Regions from separate parts of the Mus musculus genome. Here region 2 is linked to region 1. The links are chromatin contacts, called in public HiChIP or PLAC-seq maps. All regions are on one chromosome and are shown on one strand. The core of a region is the stretch at or near the end of the contact, and the rest is flanking DNA. Distances in the headings are between cores, read along the strand shown. Region 1 has its middle 18 kb from the start of Gm35048. Region 2 has its middle 5.9 kb from the start of Gm35192.

What was found. HiChIP or PLAC-seq counts read pairs in DNA pulled down with a chosen protein or histone mark.
Region 2: a contact with region 1 is called in an H3K27ac HiChIP or PLAC-seq map of heart atrium, with 5 read pairs. The contact joins two enhancer-like sites. A contact is called at or near these places in 6 of 484 Hi-C or Micro-C datasets (the Patski cell line, adipose-derived mesenchymal stem cells, muscle stem cells and 2 more) and 2 of 115 datasets of contacts at active chromatin or transcription factors (embryonic stem cells and heart atrium).

What each region holds. Positions count from the first base shown.
Region 1 is chr1:90,521,504-90,527,251 of GRCm38.p6, forward strand. It overlaps a transcript of Gm35048 not described here. Among named protein-coding and RNA genes, the nearest start is that of Gm35048, 18 kb to the left of the region's middle. Within about 2 kb of position 3,483, at least 16 of the 459 cell types and tissues checked have an H3K27ac peak or open chromatin away from gene starts, as enhancers often do. A contact at or near this core is called in heart atrium, where this site is marked.
Region 2 is chr1:90,586,071-90,591,401 of GRCm38.p6, forward strand. No RefSeq gene overlaps it. Among named protein-coding and RNA genes, the nearest start is that of Gm35192, 5.9 kb to the left of the region's middle. Within about 2 kb of position 2,486, at least 37 of the 459 cell types and tissues checked have an H3K27ac peak or open chromatin away from gene starts, as enhancers often do. A contact at or near this core is called in heart atrium, where this site is marked.

The DNA of each region.
Region 1 (5,748 bases), core at 2,233-4,732:
GTTTGTTGACCTCTGGCCTATAGACACACACACACACACACACACACACACACACACACACGTACACATACATACACACACACTCACACAGGCACACACACACCCCAACAAACCAACAAAACCAATATATCCAGCTCCCAAGAAACAACACTCAAGGATGAATTCTGACTTCCACGTACATATGTGTGCACATATCCTTCCCATCCAAACATATATACACAAACATACATATAAATAAATGAATGAAGAAATATAGGAGCCAACCCTTCTGCAAGGAAATGTGTCTTTGGTGTCCACCTGCCAAAGTGTGTTCTAAACCACTGAGCTGCCTACAGGCTCAAGGGTATGACTCAGTTGTCCCATAACACGACAACCTCCATTTTACTCTCTGAGATGCCTTATAACTGAACTTTTGTAAACCCCCATGCTAGAGGTAACAGTGGTGAGTGACAGGCTTGTTCAAGCTGGATTGCCAAACCCTGCCTGTGTCTCTTACTCATGGGATTGTGGTCAGGGTGTCAATAGCCATCCAAAGGGGTAAGGGTCTTTATAATCCACCATAAGGTTCAATACTTCCATCTGCAGAAAAGCCAGGCTCAGGCCTCACCCAAGGAAGGCTTAGAAAGGGCACTTGGGCATTTTATTAAGCAGGTGTGTTTAAACTGGCTCTCCTTAAAAATATGCTTGGGCTTTTCTTTCAATAGAGAAATGTCACCCAGCTTAAAGCAGTGAAGACACACCCGACACCATTCTTTTCAGTTTTGAAAGGACTTTTCGTACAATCAGGTGGTATGTTACACAACCGAACTGCCCGTCACCTCCCTCTGGGTTTCCATGGGTGTTTGTTTCTTTTTAATTCTAGAGATGAGACATCTGTTCTCCACTCTCGCTCTGGGACAGTAGCTCTTCTCCATGACCCAAACTATCCCCAGCTGTGTCCTTTGGAACGGAGAGCATGACCCTCTCTCTGTGTGGAACACTCCGCACCCAGGAGGCATCATTCTGAACTCCATTCAGGATGGAGCCTTCCAGACCTTCATCATCTCAAAACTATGTGCAGGGCAGCAAGACTGTACTCATGACCCAGGGTGACCACGTACTCTCTCCTCCTCAGAACCTGATCTTTGGAGAAGCAGCCATGGTGCACAGAGGAAGGCGATCGCCATGGTGCCCCCAAAGCTCCAGCAGCCATGTGCTAATAATGCAAGAAGCTGAAGGAGATTGAGGGGGAGACTTGGCTCAGAGACTGGAAACAGAAATGATAAGCGAAGTGATGCTTAATTAAAAGCACATTTGTAAAAAGATCAGGCCTGGCCAAAAAAAAAAAAAAAAAAAAAAATGACAACGATAGCTAAACTTTTAAAATCAAGTCACTCTCTCCTGAGATTTCTTCCAGAGCCAGGCTGAATTCAGGACTCTGGGTTTTGTCTTCTAGGAGAGTCTGCAGATCTGGGGAGGAATGGGGGGCAGGCAGTGAGGGGGAGGTAAGCTAAGTGACAAAGTGCTAGCTCCTGGGGCGTCTGCAAAGGGCAGGGCTTCTCCAAGCATGACCCGAGATATGAAAGGCCATGGCAGGAATGAGGCAAAACTCAAACATGCCTCACCTACGTGCCAGCCACAAACCCAGGGCAGACACCGCAAACACACATGAATGGCTTCACAAGGATGGAGGTCCCGAAACAAAAACCTGAACTCCAAATCATGAATGTCCTGGGAAAATGGATCACTCTGTAAAGTGCCTGCCTTGCAAGCACAAGGACATGAGTGTAAACCTCAGAACTCACAAACTCACATACAAAGAAAAAAAAAAAGCCCTAGCCTGTGCTTATATCGATACTTGGATGCAGAGGCAGATGGATCCCTTAGACCCACCAACCAGCTTAGCCGACTCCTAGCTCAACGAGAGACCCTGTCTCAAAAAAAAAAAAAAAAAGAAAGAAAGAAAGAAAGAAAGGTGAATGATATCCAAGGAATGACACCAGAGGTACTCCTATGGATAACACACACAAGAATCTATGCACACACATGCACAGGCATATACTCACACACACATATGCACACACACAGAGACATACATACACACATGCACACATGCACTTGTACGCAGAGAAAAGCAGATTCTCAGGAGTAGTTTGAGGTGCATCTTCATCTTTGGAAAACATTAGTTTAAATCTCAGAAAACAGACCTGCAACTCACAGGAGAAATTACAGGAAGGTGCATTTTTCAACTACAAAACCTTCCAAGAACAAGGCTGTAGAACAGGAGATGGAGATGGCCTCTCTACCCTACTCCCTGGACTCCCAGCCCCTCTCCTGGAATGATTACACAGGGAGACTCAATGGTCACAGGCAGAGCTACCACATTCACATCTGCCTGTGAATGAAGACTGCTTGCAGATGTGTCCACATTGCCGTTCAGGAAATGTTTATTGGTCAGAGGCTAAGAGGACACTTGTCCCTGTGTATATTGCCACTTACTTGCCCCCTCTGTGACAGGAGAGTCCTCTACACGAAGCAGAAGCATCTCAAGTCTACACCACTCTTTGAGAGCCCTACACTTCCCAGTGGATCACTGCTAGCCAAGTATGCGGACAGCGTGCTTGCTGCTGGCGCCAAGAAGCACAATCGAGGGAGGAAGAGCGTATCTTAAATAGAAGTGGTATTTGCAGTTGGTAAAACATAGATTATTTTTGCTCTTAGAGAAATTGATTTCCTAGAAGATGATTAATTATGTCTGCAAAACAGAAAATCCATCAAAGACAAAGTGGTTTTCCTTTCAGAAAACACTAAAAAAAAATTCTCTACCATGTCATTGCATAAATATGATGTGCTATTAATAGGCATCTTGTCTCCTTATACTGGGTTCATTTTCTGGGGAAGTGGGGACTTGCTTTGAGACTAGGGAAATGTTTTGTTCTCTTCTCTGGTTCCTGGGAATCTAAGCAAAAGTTCTGCCTGTACTAACTCTAATGAAGGTCATTGTGTGGGGAAAACAAGGAAAGAGACCCCAACTTGCAGTGTGAAAGGGACTTTTTCAGTGAGTCTGTGCTACCTTCAAGGAAGGTCCAGAATCCCACTACCGTCCAACTAACCCACTTCTTATACCCTCACCCAGCAGGCCCAGGATGCCACCTTGCTCCAGCCATGACTGTGCACTGGCCCCCTCTAGGACTGAGTAAGAAAACCTTTCCAGGGGCAGCCCTGGGAGTGACTTTCATCTGGAGTGCTATAGTTACCTCCTAGCTGGGATTTCTCAATCCATCTCCCTTCCTTTCTAGAAGGTCACTCTAATCAGACAGCCAGAGTGATCCTGTAAAAACCAGTTAGATCACAGGCTGTGTGGCTCAATCCTTGCAAAAGCCTCCCATCTCAACCATAGTTGAAAACAGAGTGCTTAGCCCCACCCTAGTCAGGAACTCCTTTTCTCTCTCTGGCTGCCCCAGCCGGACTGTACTGGCTTTCTGTTTTTAGAACAACCACTGGACCATCATATCCTTGCTGGGTTCTCAAATGGGGACTTTCTCCCGTGAGGGTAGCTTCATACAGGCTCCTCTGTGTTGCAGGATTTTCCCTGTCCAATTACATTAGGGCAGAGGAGGCCCGTGATTGGACAGGGAAAAGGGAGGTGGAGCTAAGAGTTGCAGGGACAGAGAGAGTATCAGAGGAGAGGGAGAGAAGAATGGAGGCTGACATGCTGGTTGTGTGGGGTTTGAATAATTGGGATAAAGATTTTATCATTATCAATTGGCTCTGAAATTATTATATGGGCATCTTGTAAATTGTGATATTATTGATATACTGGTTGGTTAATTAAGCTTTAAATCTTAATTCTACTAGGTAATTTGGTGTTGAGAAGGCTGACTGTGGTATGAGCCCGGTAGGAGCCCTGTGGTCTGGCGTGGCTGGAGAGTTGGAGGGCTAGGAGGAGCACAGGAGTATGGTCCAGCCCCGTAGAGAGTTGGCATGTTCATTTTTTAATATTTCCTACACTTCTGTACTTTTATGAGTCTTCAAGGCAAATGTTACTTTTCCTGCAGAACTTTCCAAAATGCTGATGTTGGAGTTCTAGCAGCTTCTTCACACTTCCTGCACCTGTCTCTGCTTCCGGCTTCCATAACACTCATTACTCCCAATACACCACATAGCTTCCCTTACAGCAAGCCACATTTCTCACAGTGGAGGTACTTCTGTTTAACCCTCTATATAAGCCCTGATTTTTAGTCTGAGCCTGACACATAGTAATATTCAAAGTGCATTTGAATGACTAAATGAATGGTTGTTTGCTTGAGTGTCTAAAAGCAAAGATAGGGAGGTAAAATAGATATAGATTGGTAGACAGATGATTGAGAAGGTATTTGGGTAGGTGGTGAATGGAAGAATGGATGAATGGGTGGATAGGTTGGTAGGGGAATACATGAATAGATGGATGACTGGATGGATAAATGGATAGATAGATCACTGGGTAGATGTGTGGATGAATGGATGTGTGGATGGATGGGTGGGTGGATGGATGGATGGATGGATGGATGGATGGATGGATGATTGGATGATGAAAGCCTAGATTAATGAGTGAATGGGTATATGAATGTGTGAGAGAGTAGATAGATGGGTGGATGGGTAAATTAATAAATAATGGTTGGGTAGGGGGCTGGAGAGATGGCTCAGCAGTTAAGAGCACTGACTGCTCTTCCAAAGGTCCTGTGTTCAATTCCCAGCAGCCACATGGTGGCTCACAACCATCTGTAATAGGATCTGATGCTCTTCTGGTGTGTCTAAAAGCACCTACAGTGTACTCATATAACTATAATAATCAATTTTTTGAAAGATAATGGTTGGGTAGATTTAATAGACTAAGGGATGGAAGGGTGGGTGAGTGATAGGTAGATCAGTCCCCTCCTCCTACATATAGAAAGCATGGTTGGCTTCAGGAGTGCCTAACTCAAGAGCATTGGGACCACCAAAGGAGACTGTGATTCGGTCGGTTTGGATTGGAGCCCAGGAATCTCAGTGTAATAAGCTCCCCGGGGTTTATTTTGTACAGGGAAGATTGAGTCAAGGGACGTCAGAAAGGTCTGTAAAAGCCTTTCTATCAGCCCGAGCAGCTGGAAGAACGCTCCACCTCATGCAAAGTAAACACTCAGGAGAGCATTCTCTAGGAACAAGGATTGAGAAAGATGGCCGCCAGAAACACACCAGAAGGTCCTTTGGGCTTCTTCCCAGTGTCGCTACCATGGTCTGAATCCTCCCTGTAGAAGAGATTAGCAGAGCATGCACCTTCCCTCCTCCTCCGTCCACAGTGGAGCTCGCTGGCTTTCTTGCCTCCTGGTTGGGGACAGATGAGAGGCTAGAGCAGCCCAGACTCTGCCCAGGCGATCAAACTTCCTGTCCGTCACAGGTTAGAATTATCAGGCATCACACTTGACCTTTACCTGGTTGCTTTCGGGGTCTTACATGATTTTGCAGCACCCCTTCAGGAGTCAGCTGCCTGTTTCTTTAAATGATGCTGGCTCTCCTTCACAGCCTGTGGTGTGTAACTGTCCCCTAGCACCGCCACACAGCTTTGTACACACAAATATCTAGCTGTTTTCAACACTGGGTCCTATAATGAATGGGGATTCATGCAGGGTCTGCATGCAAAAAAGACTGAGGGCTGGGGGTGGTATAGAGAAGAAAAAGAGAGGAAACTCCTTAAATCAACACAACCAAGATAGATAGAGTTGAATACAAAGTCCTGGACTTGTATGTCTG
Region 2 (5,331 bases), core at 1,236-3,735, 64 kb after region 1:
CCTACTCTTATTCCAAGCTTGGGCCGGGCCTTCCACCACACTTATCTCCCTCAATTCTCCAGACTCATATTTGCCTCAGCAGGAGGCCCCTTTCATGCTCACCAACTTGGTCTGCCTTGTCCCTCAGCGACATATTTTAAAATGTCATTATTACATATTTGAGCATCTTGGCATCTACTTCCTAGGAAGACCCAGGACAAACCCCTGCTTCCTGTTCCCCTGAGGACTTCCTTTTGCCAATCTGTTTCACAGAGTAGGGTCTCACCCAATTTCTGGCTCTCGTGATTTCTGGGTGCTTTGAGTTATCACTGTGTTTGATGTACCACAATCCCTAGGCTGCCCGGATGTGAATTGTCAAGGTCAAGAAACAGAGATGACTAACCAACCGAAAGATTTCTATCTGGGACTAATTGCAAAGCTGGAACTGTCATGGAGGACAGACAGAGGCCAAGGAGGTCTCTTAGAAGTTCAGAAACAAAGAGACATTGGAGTCTTATTAAACAAAGAAGTCCAGAGTGAAGGCTAGGGGCTGGTGAGCCCTGGTGGGCCAAGAGCTCGGTTATCATACCAAGCTGGTCTAAAGGTCAGGCCCAGCAGCTCCAGTGTGCATTGCTAAAAGAAAGGCAGTCTTCTTACAGACAAAGCAGGCTGTTACACTGGTCCGGCCATGCAGGGTGGTTCCAGAACAATCTCCCACAGCCTGCACTGTTTCTCTCTGCAGCCCAGTGGCTCCACTCCACTTCAGATGCTGTGACAGCCACAGACCACTGCCTTTCCTCACCCGCATGGCTGCTCCTGCAGCTGATGCACAGGGATCCGTTTGCTGACTACACTCTGTGTTTGGGAGAGCGAGCATCGTGGCCAAGGTGCCAAGGAGAAGAGAGGGAACTGAGGGACACAGGACACGTGAAGAGGTCAGAATGCAGATGTCCCCAGCCCACTAAGTTGCACTTATGGCACTTATGGCACAGACCAGGGACCAGGGGTAGTTAAAACAACAGTAACAACAACCACCACCTCCAACAACAACAACACTCTCATGGAAAAAGAGCTAGTGTGGTGCTTCACACTGTGTGCTGTGGGGCAAGCTGATAATGAGTCAGACAGAGCAAATTACTCACGTTCAGGTCACCTGCTCTTTACCTGAACCACTATTGCATAGAGAGTTCAATTTCTACCTAAGACTGGGGAAATCCCTAACTACAATGCTGTTAGGGCAGTGGCAATCTCCTGCAGGCATTTGTCCCGATATCGCCATTCACCACTAATACACAAAACATGTAGAAACACGAACAATTTAGTTCTCTTTCTTTCTAACTCGGGGACAATTAGACAGTGAAATGAAGTCTCAATTTTGAGGCCAGTTCTGTGTCATGCACTAGAATGTGGTCCCAATCCCACAGCAGTGGGGACACAGAGGACAGACAGTTCAGACAGTGATGGAACAAGAGCAGTGGCCATGCTCAGAGCTGGGCCTCTTCACAGTGCTGTAGGTCCTGCTGGCTCTGACCTGTGCAAGGTGATGCATGGTGTCTCAGGCCCTTCGTACTCTGTCCTACCCAAGACTACCTGCCCCTCAGGTCCTACGTTGGTGTCATTGAAGTCCTGTGGTGAAAGGAGGAATCATGGGTAAGGCGGGGTCTCCCTGTACTGTCCTGCTTTGCCCACTGAGGTGAGAGACCAGGATGTTGATAGTGTGAGATGGGCCCAGGTCTTCAGAGTAGATCCTCTCCTCTCCATGCATTGTAGAGCCAAGTAGCTCAGACATAGACTCTCGCTGTGCCAGAGGCGCTCAGGGTGGGGAAATTCTAGAAATACACACAGGGGGCAAAGGTGGCACACACTGGGCCCTGGCAAGTCACTGTGATTCTTATTGTCTGAATCCTTGTTACCTGTCTTGGTGGGACAGTCAGGGACCATGGATGGGATGGTGGCCAGCAGCATACACATACGCAGTGGGTGTCTAGAAAGGGGGTAACTCTTGCCTGAAACCAAACTCCTCCATGTCCCTGTGGTTTGAGGACTATAACACTGTCACAGGACGACCTGAGGTGCCACAACCTGACTCTCACCCTCTTCTAGCGCCCTGAGGAAGAGCTGGGGTCATGTAAGGCAGTGTGTGTGTGTGTGTGTGTGTGTGTACTCATGCATGTGTGTGCATACACATGTGTGTGTGTGCATGTGGGTGTATATGTAAGTGTGCATGTGTGTGTGCACATGTGTTAGTTGATAGCATGCGTGCGAGTACATATATGTGAATGTATATGCATCTCTGTGGCTGAACACACTCCTTGTCTGAAGGTCACTTTCAAAGACGCCAACTCTTCAGTCTCAGCTGAACTAAGAATTATACCAATCAAACTACAAATTTTAGGGTGAGTCTAACCGCCTTTGTCTGCCTTGTTTTTGCAAATCCAGAATTAGTCATCAGTTTTTCCATGGCCGAGCTCTGCCTGGTCAGAGACTTTGTGATGAGTGCCACCTTGTGGTGCCTTTTGTATTTCCCAGGAGCAGGAAGTAATGGTCTGAGGCTGCTAGTAAAACCCATTACCAGACTCCAGCTCTGCAGCCTCTCCTATCCTGGCCTCTCACATCTGCATGCTCATGATATAAACCCACCGTACTCTGCCATTCCCAGCTTAGGGGCCAGACCCATCCCAGAGCCACCCAATTCCCAAGCAAAGCTGTTATGAGTTTACAGACAGCATCTCAAACTGTACCCTGAAGTAAACCTCTTTTTTGTGATAATGTGCCCGCCTCCAGTATTTTGTTCTAGCATCAGAAAGCAAACAAAAGCAGAAGAGGAAAGCCCCGTGCCTCTTGATTAAAGTGCCTCCAGGAAATCCCACAAGACTATGCAAAAGGTAAGCAGGGCTGGTTGCCCTTCCTCATCATCTAAGTCACACAGTGAATCCCTATCCTCCAGGGCAACCCACAGAAAAGGATGCTTCAGACAATTTCATAGAATGCTCCGGGTATTTAATGGGAAAGCCCAAGGGAGCTCACAAGAAGGTTGAAGGTTTGAGGTTTGAGCTAGAGGCACCATCCAACCTCCTGCTTGCAGGTGGACACTAGTTTCATCTACCCCCTACTTATCTCTCCTGTCCTGTCAAGCTCCTATTGAGAACAACCCATTGTGATCTTCCTACTAAAAGCTCTAAGTCACAGGCTAGGGGCAGCATGTGCTGGAGCACAGGACAGAGGACACTTGGAGCACTAGTTGGCTTCCCCTGTCTGTATCTCTCTAAGTATCCTTTATTCCTCTGTCCATAAACTCACAGTAACAGCTTTGCTAAGGAATTAAACTGGGTCGCATGGTCCATGGAACTGCATGTTTTCCATAAGTCCTTCCATCCCTCCAACCTCCAGCGCTCTGGGAGCCCATTCTGGGAGTGTTTGTGGTTGCAGCAATGACAGGAGGGTGTTGTTGATTCTCACATTCCAGGATTTTACCTGGAAAGTGTCAAGGCAACTTTTAAAATGTTTTCAAATGAAAACCGGGGTGGAAGTTAAGGACAGAGAGAATCTGATTCGTCACATGGTTGTGGGGAACTTGGAGTGTATCTTGGAGCCCCTTCCCTGGCTCCTACACACAGGAAAAGCACCTTCCTACTTTCCTTTCTGGTTTGATCAAGGTATGGGCTCACATAGTCCTGCCTGGCCTTGAACTCACTAAGGAGCTGAGGACGAACTAGTGCCCAGGATCCTTCTGCCTTTCCTTTTCCTGTGTCACACACACCCAGCTTAAACAGACACCCTTTTGAAGAAATGTGGAGAAAATGTCATATTTCAGTTTTACCTTTTTACCTTTTTTTTTTCTTCCACAAATGGAGCAGAGTTTCTGCTCTTCTGTGCCTAGTGTGTGCTTTGAGGGTCTGTCTGTCCAGGCCTTTGTCTATGTTCCTAGTGGGTTTTAGGTCTTTTCACCTCCATTTTTCCTATCAAACTGTGTGTGTTCCCATTCTTTAATCTGTTTCCTGTTTTTCTTCTCTTTGGTTAAGAAGGACCCTGGTTCTCTTTGTCAAAGTGGCAGTGGCTGGGGAGGCAGCTTCGTAGTTAAGAGCACTGACTGCTCTTGTAGGGGTCCCAGGTCCGATTTGCAAATGCCACATGGTAGTTCACAATGATACATCTGTGACTCCCGGTTCAGAGGATCTGATGTCCTCTTCTGTCCTCTATGGCCACTGCATACATGTGGTGTACACACAGACATGCAGGCGAGACACTCACACACATAACAAATAAAATACGTTTCAACAGTCAGGGCTGTAGTAGCATGGGCTTACATCCGTGACCTCAGCTCTATCCCCATGATCTACATGTCTGTTTTTATTTTGTGTCAGCCAGCACCAAGGCGCTTTTATCACTATAGCTCTGTAGCATAGCTAAGCTCAGGAATAGCAATACCCTCCACAGCCTTCTTTGTGTTCAGGTTGCTTTGGTTGCCTTGATCTTTTGTGCTTCCTTATACAATTTTAGGTTTTTTCCCCCTATGTCTGTGAAGAAAGGAGCTGGAAACTCGATTGGGATTGCACTGGATCCGTAGGCTGCATTTGGCAGGATGGTCCCTGCCAGCAAGATCCGTTCCTTCCATTCAAGTGCATGCCAGGCCTTCCCATGTGGCTCCCTCAACTTCTCTCTCCAGTTCAGTGTAGACTCCTTTCATTCCCCTGGCTAGCTGTGTGCCCAGACACTTTATCCTATTTTAATTTGTGAATGGGATTATTTCAGTGTGTTTATCACTGGTCCATGGGACACCTAGTGATTTGTGTGTGTGTGTGTGTGTGTGTGTGTGTGTGTGTGTGTGTGTGTGTGTGTGTATTTTTGTAACTTGCCACTTTGCTGGGAAGTACTTATCAGCTCTGTGCATTTCTGGGTGGAGTCTTTTGTGCTTAGACTCTTGCCTGCTCACTTTGCTCTGCAGAGCGCTCTCTGCTGGACAGTTTTGTGAAGTGTTAACACAGGGTGGGGGGAGCTTGGCTTGGGAATCATCCTGACAGTTTTACTGCACTAGGCCTTTCTGGACTTTCCCTAGCTGTTTCCCTGGGACCCCTTTCTGGACAAGGGTTGGTAGCCCATGTGAAGGAAATTTTATGCAGAGCCCAGTTGCCGAGTCCACAGTGTGACCAGGCCTGTGTGGTTATACCAGAGCTCTACCCTAGTTCCCACCTTCTAGAGAAGGACTCCTGGCTGGCTCGGCTGCCTCCTTCTGAAGCCCAGTAGATGATTCAGATCCCTATGTTTTTATTTTTGTCCTCCCTCATTTCTTACAAACACACACGTGCGCGCTCACACTCACACACACACGGCATGCACGCACACACACACAGG